Regions from separate parts of the Macaca mulatta genome. Here region 1 is linked to region 2. The links are chromatin contacts, called in public Hi-C maps. All regions are on one chromosome and are shown on one strand. The core of a region is the stretch at or near the end of the contact, and the rest is flanking DNA. Distances in the headings are between cores, read along the strand shown. Region 1 holds the start of AHCY (adenosylhomocysteinase). Region 2 holds the start of DYNLRB1 (dynein light chain roadblock-type 1).

Region 1 (4,357 bases), core at 1,609-4,108, 220 kb before region 2:
AAGATGAGTTGGGACTTCAGTCCCAGTGAAGTGGGGAGTCTACAGTTTTCAGGGGGCCAGCATTCAAAGACCAGCTTTATCTTTTGAAAAGACCCCATTGGCTGCTGCGTGGATCTGTGGAGCAAGAGATCCCGGGAGACCTGCAAGGAGAGAGACCAGAACTGGGGTGGTGACCATGGAGACAGACAAGTGGCAGATCTGCTCACATAAAATGGCATATCTGTGCCACTCCTGTCCTTGGGTCACCTTTGTGTCTTCAGCATGACCTGGCTCAGAGAAGGGGTCAGCAACTGTTTACTGACCATATCTGTCATCAGAACTGAATGAAAGAAGATCCATGAGAGGGGCTGGCACATGACAAGGGTGGCAAAGAAAAACAACACAAATCTGAACCTAGCCTGAGTCCCAGCATTTACTAAGGAGGAAAGAACCCAGAGAGGAGTTTGCTGCAGGTTCCATAGCCAATTAACAGCAGAACCAGAACTGGCAGTCAGGCAGGGCTGCAGCAGAGGCCCCTCTCAAGGCCCCTCCTGGGAGGGGCCCGGCTGTATGGGACAATGGGTTATGCCCTGTGCTGCTAAGCTCCACCCCTCCACCACTACATGTCCCTCCACCTAAAAGTAACTCCTTCGGTGCCCTCGAGGACACTGTGCCAGCCCCACGGTTTTCTGTGGGACCCTCAACTCCAAGGGCACAGGAGAGGGTAAATGCTCCAATCTCTGGAGCTAAGGACTTGCAGAAGTCACAGGAACACCTGTCCCCAGGACAACCCAAGAGGAACAGCAAGAGCCCCTCTAAACATCAGTTTCTTCATCTGTAAAGTGAGGATAATCATCCCTAGCTTGCTATACACCCCAAGTAAAGAAAATGCCATATGATCAAGATCTGGCATACAGCAGGGCCTCCTTCCTCCATTCCCACCCATCTAAGCTCCCCCTCTCCCAAAACCAGCTTTATCTCCACTCACGTAACCCAATGGCCCCAATCCTGACCCACTAATCTCTCCACAGTATGACAAGCCCCCATTCCAGTTCTACTATTGATGTGACCTTGACATAACTTTTCTGGGTTCAGTTTCAGCATTCACACAATGGAGACAGTCTACTCTGGTAGCAAGTTGATGAACTACTTTAACTGAATCTTTGCAAGTCACTTCCCAAGGGCCTCAGTTTCATGCTCTATCAGGGGATAATGTCCACCTCTATGAAGATTATTCTGTAAACACATGTAAATCACCAGATATACAGCAAGTGTCCCATAAACGTGGATGCCATTCTCCAGACTTGATAGTGTCTTTTTTTTTTTTTTTTTTTTGAGACAGGGTCTTGCTCTGTTGCCCAGGCTGGAGTGTGGTGGTGCAATCTCGGCTCACTGTAACCTCCGTTTCCCAGTTCAAACAATTCTCCTGCCTCAGCCTACCAAGTAGCTGGGATTGAAGGCGCCCGCCACCACGCCCGGCTAATTTTTGCGTTTTTAGTAGAGATAGCGTTTCACCACGTTGGCGAGGCTGGTCTCAAACGCTTGACCTCAAGTGATTCTACCACCTGGGCCTCCCAAAGTGCTGGGATTACAGGGGTGAGCCACCACACCCGGTCTAATAGTGTCCAAGTTACTTAAAAGCTACTAGCCAGACTGAACTGGTTTTTGCTGAAAATTCATTAGGATTGTTCCGCGTGTATTCGCTTGCACACAGTGGTGAAAGGGTACGCTCAGAGGTCTAGATGGCCTGCGTTCCAATCTTGCTCCATCACCACCAGCTGTAAGACAGAGCAAGTTACCTCTGCCTCAGGATTCTCATCATAAAACAAGAACAGCTTCCCTACAGAGCCATAAGACTAAAATAAACCTAGAAGGCAGGGCCGATCCCACAGGAAACGCTAAGTAAATGTTTAACTATCCCTGTATCACACTTCAATCGGTGGGACAGCAGGATTTTTCTAACCACTCCAAATTTTCTTCAAGACTTCTGCAAGCCTGCCCCTGCTGGCGGGGTGGGGGACCCCACAGTTTGGGTAACTGGCCCAAAGTCCCAGGGGAAAGGACCGGAGCCGGCCTGGGGCTCGCTTTCCAGGCCTCTTTTCATACACCTTCCGGGGCACCAGTGCCCTCGTCGTCCCTGTAGGAGGCCCAGAGAGGGGTGGAACCTCGTCGGGGCCGCCCAGCTGGACAGGGTCCGGTCCAGGCCCAGGAGGCCGGGCGTAGGCCCCCTGAGCAGGGTCCGGCAGGTGCCAGCCGTCCCAGGCCGCGGCCAGGTGTGCTCTCCCACGGAGCACGCCGCCCGTTTGCGGCTCTCAGCCCGCGCGGCAGCCCCGGCGTCGTGGGGCATGCTGGGACTTGTAGTCCGCGGCCACCCGTAACGGCCCTCTCACGGCCGCGCGAGAACTCCAACTTCCAGGTGGCTGCGCGCGGCCAGAAACGCGCCGAACCTGCGATTCCAGGGGTCCAGAGCGCCCCGGGTCGGCCCTGCAGCCCCCGTCACGAACAAGCCCCGGGCGGGTGCCGAGCGGCAGCAACCGGCTGCAGGTCCTGGAACTCACCGACTTTGTAGGGCAGTTTGTCAGACATGCTGGAGGCGCTCGTGATAGAAACAGGCGAAGGGGGCTGGGCCTCAGTCTACGGACACGCACTGGGCGGGCGGCGCCTGGTAGGGATATACGCGTGGCGCCGGCGCCTTTAAATATCTTCCTCAACTTGCATATTCATGAGCCGCTGGGGCGGGGCCCAACGCGCAGGGCGGGGCAGGAGTCTCACTCACCGGTCCGGAAGGGAGCGCTGGGAGAGGCCTGAGAGCCAGCCCGGCCGTCCTCTCGCAGGTTCAGCCAGTTAATTCAGTGTTAAAACCCAGCGGAACTGAAATTACGCCAGTTCACTTCCCTGAGCCTCAATTTCCGGTAAAATGGGCCAAATGACACCTACCACACAGATTATTATAAGTAAAGTTGCAGGCCAGGGGCGGTTGCTCACGCCTGTGATCCCAGCCAGCACTTTGGGAGGCCAAGGCGGGAGGATCGCTTGAGCCCAGGAGTTCAAGACCAGCCTGGGCAACATAGTGAGACCTCATCTCTACAAAAAAATTTTTTTAATTAGCCGGGCGTGGTGGCGGGCGCTTGTAGTCCCAGCTACTTGGGACGCTGAGGCGGGAGGGAGGATCGCTTGAGCCTGGAGATCGAGGCTGCGTGAGCTATCATCCCACTACAGCACTCCAGTCTGGGCGAAAGAGCAAGACCCTATCTCAAAACAAACAAAAAAAAAAAGTAAAGTTGTCATTTGTCAGGTACCTACTGACATCCCAAACATTCGCCTTACTCCATGTAACCACCACCCTGAATTTAAATAAGTTTGCATACATTTCTTATACTTTTACTGCATCCGTATGTCATTAAACAGTTCTTTCTGTGTTTAAAACCTTTATGTATCAACCGTATTTACCCTTCTGCAACTTACTTTTTTCTGTGAGCATTATATTTGTGAGACTCATGCATATAGCTTGAGTATATTCATTTTTGCTGCTGTATAATTCAGTCATCCCTAGGCATGGGAAGGGGGAATTGGTTTCAGGACCCCTGTGGACTCCAAAATCCTTCTATGCTCAAATCCTTCGTATAAAATGAGGTAGTATTGGCATATAACCTACGCACATTCCCCCACACAGTTTAATCATATCTAGATTACTTATAACTAATAAAATGTAAATGTTCATGCAAATAGTTGTTTTGTAATTTGTATTATTTTTATAGTTATGGGTTTTTTTAATTGCTCTTTTCCCCTGAATTTTTCTTTTTAATGGAGTCTCGCTCTGTTGCCTACACTGGAGTGCAGTGGCACCATCTAGTCTGGCTGCAACCTCTGCCTCCCCGGTTCAAGTAATTCTCCTATCTCAGCCTCCCGAGTAACTGGGATTACAGGCACGCACCACCACACCCGGCTAATTTTGTTTTTCCTTTTTTGAAACAGAGTTTTACTCTTGTTGCCCAGGCTAGAGTGCAGTGGCATGATCTCAGTTCACTCCAACCTCCGCCTCCCAGATTCAAGCGATTCTCCTGCCTCAGCCTCCCGAGTAGCTGGGATTACAGACCACACCTGTCTAATTTTGTATTTTTAGTAGAGACGGGGTTTCACCATGTCGGTCAGGCTGGTCTCGAACTCCTGACCTCAGGTGACCCGCCAGCCTCCACCTCCCAAAGTGCTGGGATTACAGGCGTGAGCCACTGCGTCCGGCCTCTATTCATTTTTTAACCTAAAAATGAGAAAAGAAGGTCTTCTGGTCGCGCGCATGGCTCACGCCTGTAATCCTAGCACTTTGGGAGGCGGAGGCAGGCGGATCACGAGGTCAGGAGATCGAGACCATGCTGGCTAA
Region 2 (4,430 bases), core at 792-3,291:
TAAAGCTTGTAAGCCTGCCACTCCGGGACATTCTTGGTCCTATTCCAGCTCCTCCTCCATTCTCATTTTGACTCCCATCATATGAACTATTGGCCATTCTCTTTTTTGCTTCTGGGATTGTAATCTTTTAAAATCCTTTCATTCCTCTCAGTCTGGTTCTCCATGGGCAAGAAGGTGGTGATTCTTCCAGGGCTTGTCTTCCAGAATGTTTTAGGGTCCAGTCTCTGCAGCACTTTTTCCCCTTGCTAAATGCTTTCCTAATGTTTCCAGCATTCAATAGAAATTCCTTTGGATCCAGTCCTTTTAAAAATTTATTTTGAAATAAGTTTACATTTACAGAGCTGTTGCAAAAATGGTAAGAGTTCCTGCACAGTCTTCCCCCAGCTTTCTCCAATATTATGATCCCACATAACCATGCTAGTAGAATTACCAGAAATAATAAATTAACACTGGTAAAATAACACTAAACTACAGCCCTTACTCATATTTCACCAATTTTCCCACCAATGTTATTTTGCTTTCTCTTTACTCTTCTAATCTGTGACAGTTCCGCATTCATTCCTTGCTTTCATGACTTTTTGAGATTTTGCGGGGAGTACAGGTGTCTTGTAGAACATCCCTCACACTGGGTTTAGTGAAGTTTTCTCATGGTTTAAGGCTTTGCGTTTTTGTGGAAAATGACTTGGAGGTAATTTGCCCTCAACGTATTTTTATCGGGGCACAAGGCATCAATATGTCCCCTTTCCAGTAATACTAACTTTGATCTGATTAAGGTGGTGTCGGCTAGGTTTCTTCGCAGTAAAGTCAATCCTCTTAACATGCAGACACCCCTGGAAGGAGAACCAAATCCTTCCTCACTGAAGAGCAGCTACCGTGGAATGAAACTTTGGAGTTAGATCATCGTTGAATCCAGCAAGCTACAGTGCCTGGGAGAAACAGCATTTATAAAGTATCGGGGTTACCGATACTTCCATGAAGCTACGGAGATAACCTATGTGCGTGTTCAGCACAGTAATGTGGCACAGGGTTCACTAAGCTGCAGCACGTTTTAACAGAAGTTATTCTTACTAGAGGACCCAGAAACGTTTGTGACCTGCGGGAATAGAATGTTAAAGAGCGGAAACCGGGACAACATTGGGCTCTGGGAAGAAGAGTCCCCCTTTCAGAGGTGAGAACAAAATAGAGAACAAAGCTGTGAAGTGGCTTCTGCTACGTAACGCGGGGCGGGGCTGAGTTCGGATTCGAAAGACTCCCAGGCCAGCCCTAACCAATTCATCTCCGAGCTTGCACGGCATCTTCCCCGGAGACTCCAGAGGTACCTGACTCCAGCCCCACCCCTGACCTGCCCGAGCCCAAAGCGCATTTTGGCCCTGGGCCTGTCTCTGCCTCAGTCAGGGCGCAAAGGGGGTCTCAGCAACGGTCCCACTTGCCTTCATACTCTCCCACCACGCTCCACCCAGGGACTTCAGAGTCAGCTTAGACCTCCATTGAGAGCTAAAAGCCTCTTCCGATACCGAGAACCAGCATTTTTTTTTTTTTTTTTTTTTTTTTGAGTCAGGGTCTCTTGCTCTGTTGCCCAGGTTGGAGTGCAGTGGCGCAATCTCGGCTCACTGCAGCCTCGAACTCCTGGTCAGGCGATCCTCCCACCTCAGCCTTCGGAGTAGCTGGGACTATTGGGGCGCGCCACCATGCCCGGCTAGTTTTGTTTATTTTTTAGTAGATAAGGGGTCGCTCTCCATGTTGCCCAGGCTGGTCTCGAACTCTTGGACTCAAGCAATCCTTCCGACTGTCCTCCCAAAGTGCTGGGATTACAGGCGTGAGTCACCGCGTCCAGCCAGAACCAGCATCTTTTCTGCACGGCTGGAGTTGGGAATTTTCCGCAGCTTAGCGTTCCGCTTCTTAGCTTTTTGCTTTCCCACAGTGGAAAGCAAATTTTCCAAGAGTCCTGGCGGAGCCAGGATCGTCTCGCCCGCCTCCGCTTCACGCTGGCTCCTGATAGGCAGCTAGAGCTGTCCGTTTTGACAGAAACCTGTGCGCAGGCGCAGAAAGGCACGGGACTGGGCTGGGTGTTCGCTACGCGGGGCTACCGGATCGGTCGGAAATGGTGAGCGTGCGCCGGGGGCTTGTGGCTGGCGGCTGCCCACCACCCCACGCCAGGCCTTCAGTCCTCTGAGGATGAGGAGATCTCAGAGCTCCGGACGGGAATCGGTGGGGGCTGGGCGTGGCCGGGCCCGGGACCCAGCCGACTTGAGGGCGGAACCCGGCGGCGGAGGCCTCTAGAGCCTGACCGAGGCGGGGCCGCCGGATCCCGCTGCCCCTTTACCGGAAGCAGGAGCCTGGCCTTGGCCAGGAAGAGATGATGGGCTAGGGGTGGGCAGCGGCCCTGCAGCCTAGCGTCCTGGGTCTTGTTGCGCGATGGCAACCTTACTAACGTTTCCCGGGAGCTCAGTTTGTGGCAGGCTCTGCCAAGCACTTTATGTGTCTTGTATTTCCTCCCCCCTCCTCCTCCTAGCTCTGTGAGGTAGATATGATCTTTAGTCCCATTTTGTTACACATATCTGTTATCCAGAGCCCCGAGAAGCCAAGTGCTTTGCCCCAGGAAATGGTGGAGGTGGATTTGAACCCTAGAAGCTTGACGGCCGCCACTCTGTCGGCGTGATTTTTCTAGCCGCTGGGACTGGGTGGGTGCCAGAGTCAGGAACGGGCGGGGTCCGCTCTTGGGGATCCCAAAGCCGCCTTTTTACCTTTCTGGCTGCAGTTGTGGGCTCTCTACGCCATTACAGGTTTTGTGTTTTTAATCCTCACAGCTTGTGCAAAATTTGAAAAAAAGTTTTAAATTTTAAGCCATGTGAGTGTATTACTTTTTCAAAAATCTTATTTAGAAATCTAGAGCTTATAAGAAAAAATCGAAAAAAGAAACTGTCATCATCTAGGGGCAACCACTTACAGTAGTCATGTGACTCTTTGCTTGTTCTTGGTTTATACAGTTTAGCCCCTATTGAATGTACAATTGTGGGTTCTGTGTTTTTCATTATTACACCACAAAGAATATCTCCACGTCATTACAAACATGTAATAATGCTTAAAATATGTATAACTTCATTTTTCACATCACTTAAGCTGTAAAAAAATTGATATATAATAGTTGTACATATTTATGTTGTAGATATACATGTAATATTTTGATACATGCATATGATGTGTAATGATCAAATCAGGCTGTATTATAGAATATCCATCACCTCAAACATTCATTATTTCCTTTTTTTTTTTTTTTTTTTTTTTTGAGATGGAATCTCGCTCTGTCACCCAGGCTGGAGTGCAGTGGCACCATCTTAGCTCACTGCCACCTCTGCCTCCCAGGTTCAAGTGATTCTCCCGCCTCAGCCTCCTGAGTAGCTGGGACTACAGGCGCCCGCCACCACGCCCGGCTAATTTTTTGTATTTTTAGTAGAGTCGGGGTTTCACCGTGTTAGCCAGGATGGTCTCGATCTTCTGACCTTGTGATCCACCTGCCTTGGTCTCCCAAAGTGCTGGGATTACAGGCGTGAGCTACCATGCCCAGTCAGCATTCATTATTTCTTTGTGTTAAGAACAAATCTTATGGCAGGGCGAGTTGGCTCATGCCTGAAATCCCAGCACTTTGGGAGGCCGAGGCAGGTGGATCACGAGGTCAGGAGATCGAGACCATCCTGGTTAACACGGTGAAACCCCGTCTCTACTAAAAATACAAAAAATTAGCCGGGTGTGGTGGCGGGCGCCTGTAGTCCGAGCTACTCAGGAGGCTGAGGCGGGAGAATGGCGTGAACCCGAGAGGCGGAGCTTGCGGTGAGCCGAGATCAGGCCACTGCACTCCAGCCTGGGCGACAGAGCGAGACTCCGTCTCAAAAAAAAAAAAAAAAAGAACAAATCTTCTAATCTTCTAGGCTTTTCTTTTTTTCTTTTTTAATTTTCTTTTTGAGACAGGATCTTACTCTTGCTCAGGCTGATTGGTACTCCTGGGCTCATGCAATCATCTTGCCTCAGCCTCCCAAGTAGCTGGAATTATAGGCAGGGGCTACGAGCCTAGCAAGCTAATTTCAAATATACAATAAATGAATGTTAACTGTAGTCACCCTATTGTGCTGTCAAACACTAGAACTTGTTGCTTCTATCTAATTGTATATATGTACCCATTAACCAATTTCTCTTCCACCCCTCTCCCACTTCCCAGACTCTGGTAACCGTCATTCTCTCTACTTCCAGGAGCAAGATCTTTAACTTCTACATGTGGGTGAAAAGATGCAATATTTTTCTTTCTGTGCCTGACTTATTTCAGGTAACATAATGACCTCTAGTTCTGTCATCCTGCAGATGACAGGATTTCATTCTTTTTTTATGGCTGAATAGTATTCCATTGTGTATTAATACATTTTCTTTCTTTCTTTTTT

The links. Hi-C and Micro-C count contacts between places; a contact is called where the count stands out from the background.
Region 1: a Hi-C map of fetal cortex germinal zone shows a contact between it and region 2, with 4 times the contacts expected there. The contact joins the promoter of AHCY here to the promoter of DYNLRB1 in region 2. A contact is called at or near these places in 6 of 14 Hi-C or Micro-C datasets (CD4 T cells, blood, cortical neurons and 3 more).

Annotation. Positions count from the first base shown.
Region 1 is chr10:87,083,281-87,087,637 of T2T-MMU8v2.0, forward strand. It overlaps AHCY (adenosylhomocysteinase), which reads right to left and starts at 2,859. Exons shown (of 10, transcript XM_028828338.2): 1 at 2,756-2,859.
Region 2 is chr10:87,299,601-87,304,030 of T2T-MMU8v2.0, forward strand. It overlaps DYNLRB1 (dynein light chain roadblock-type 1), which reads left to right and starts at 2,042. Exons shown (of 5, transcript XR_013399800.1): 1 at 2,042-2,104.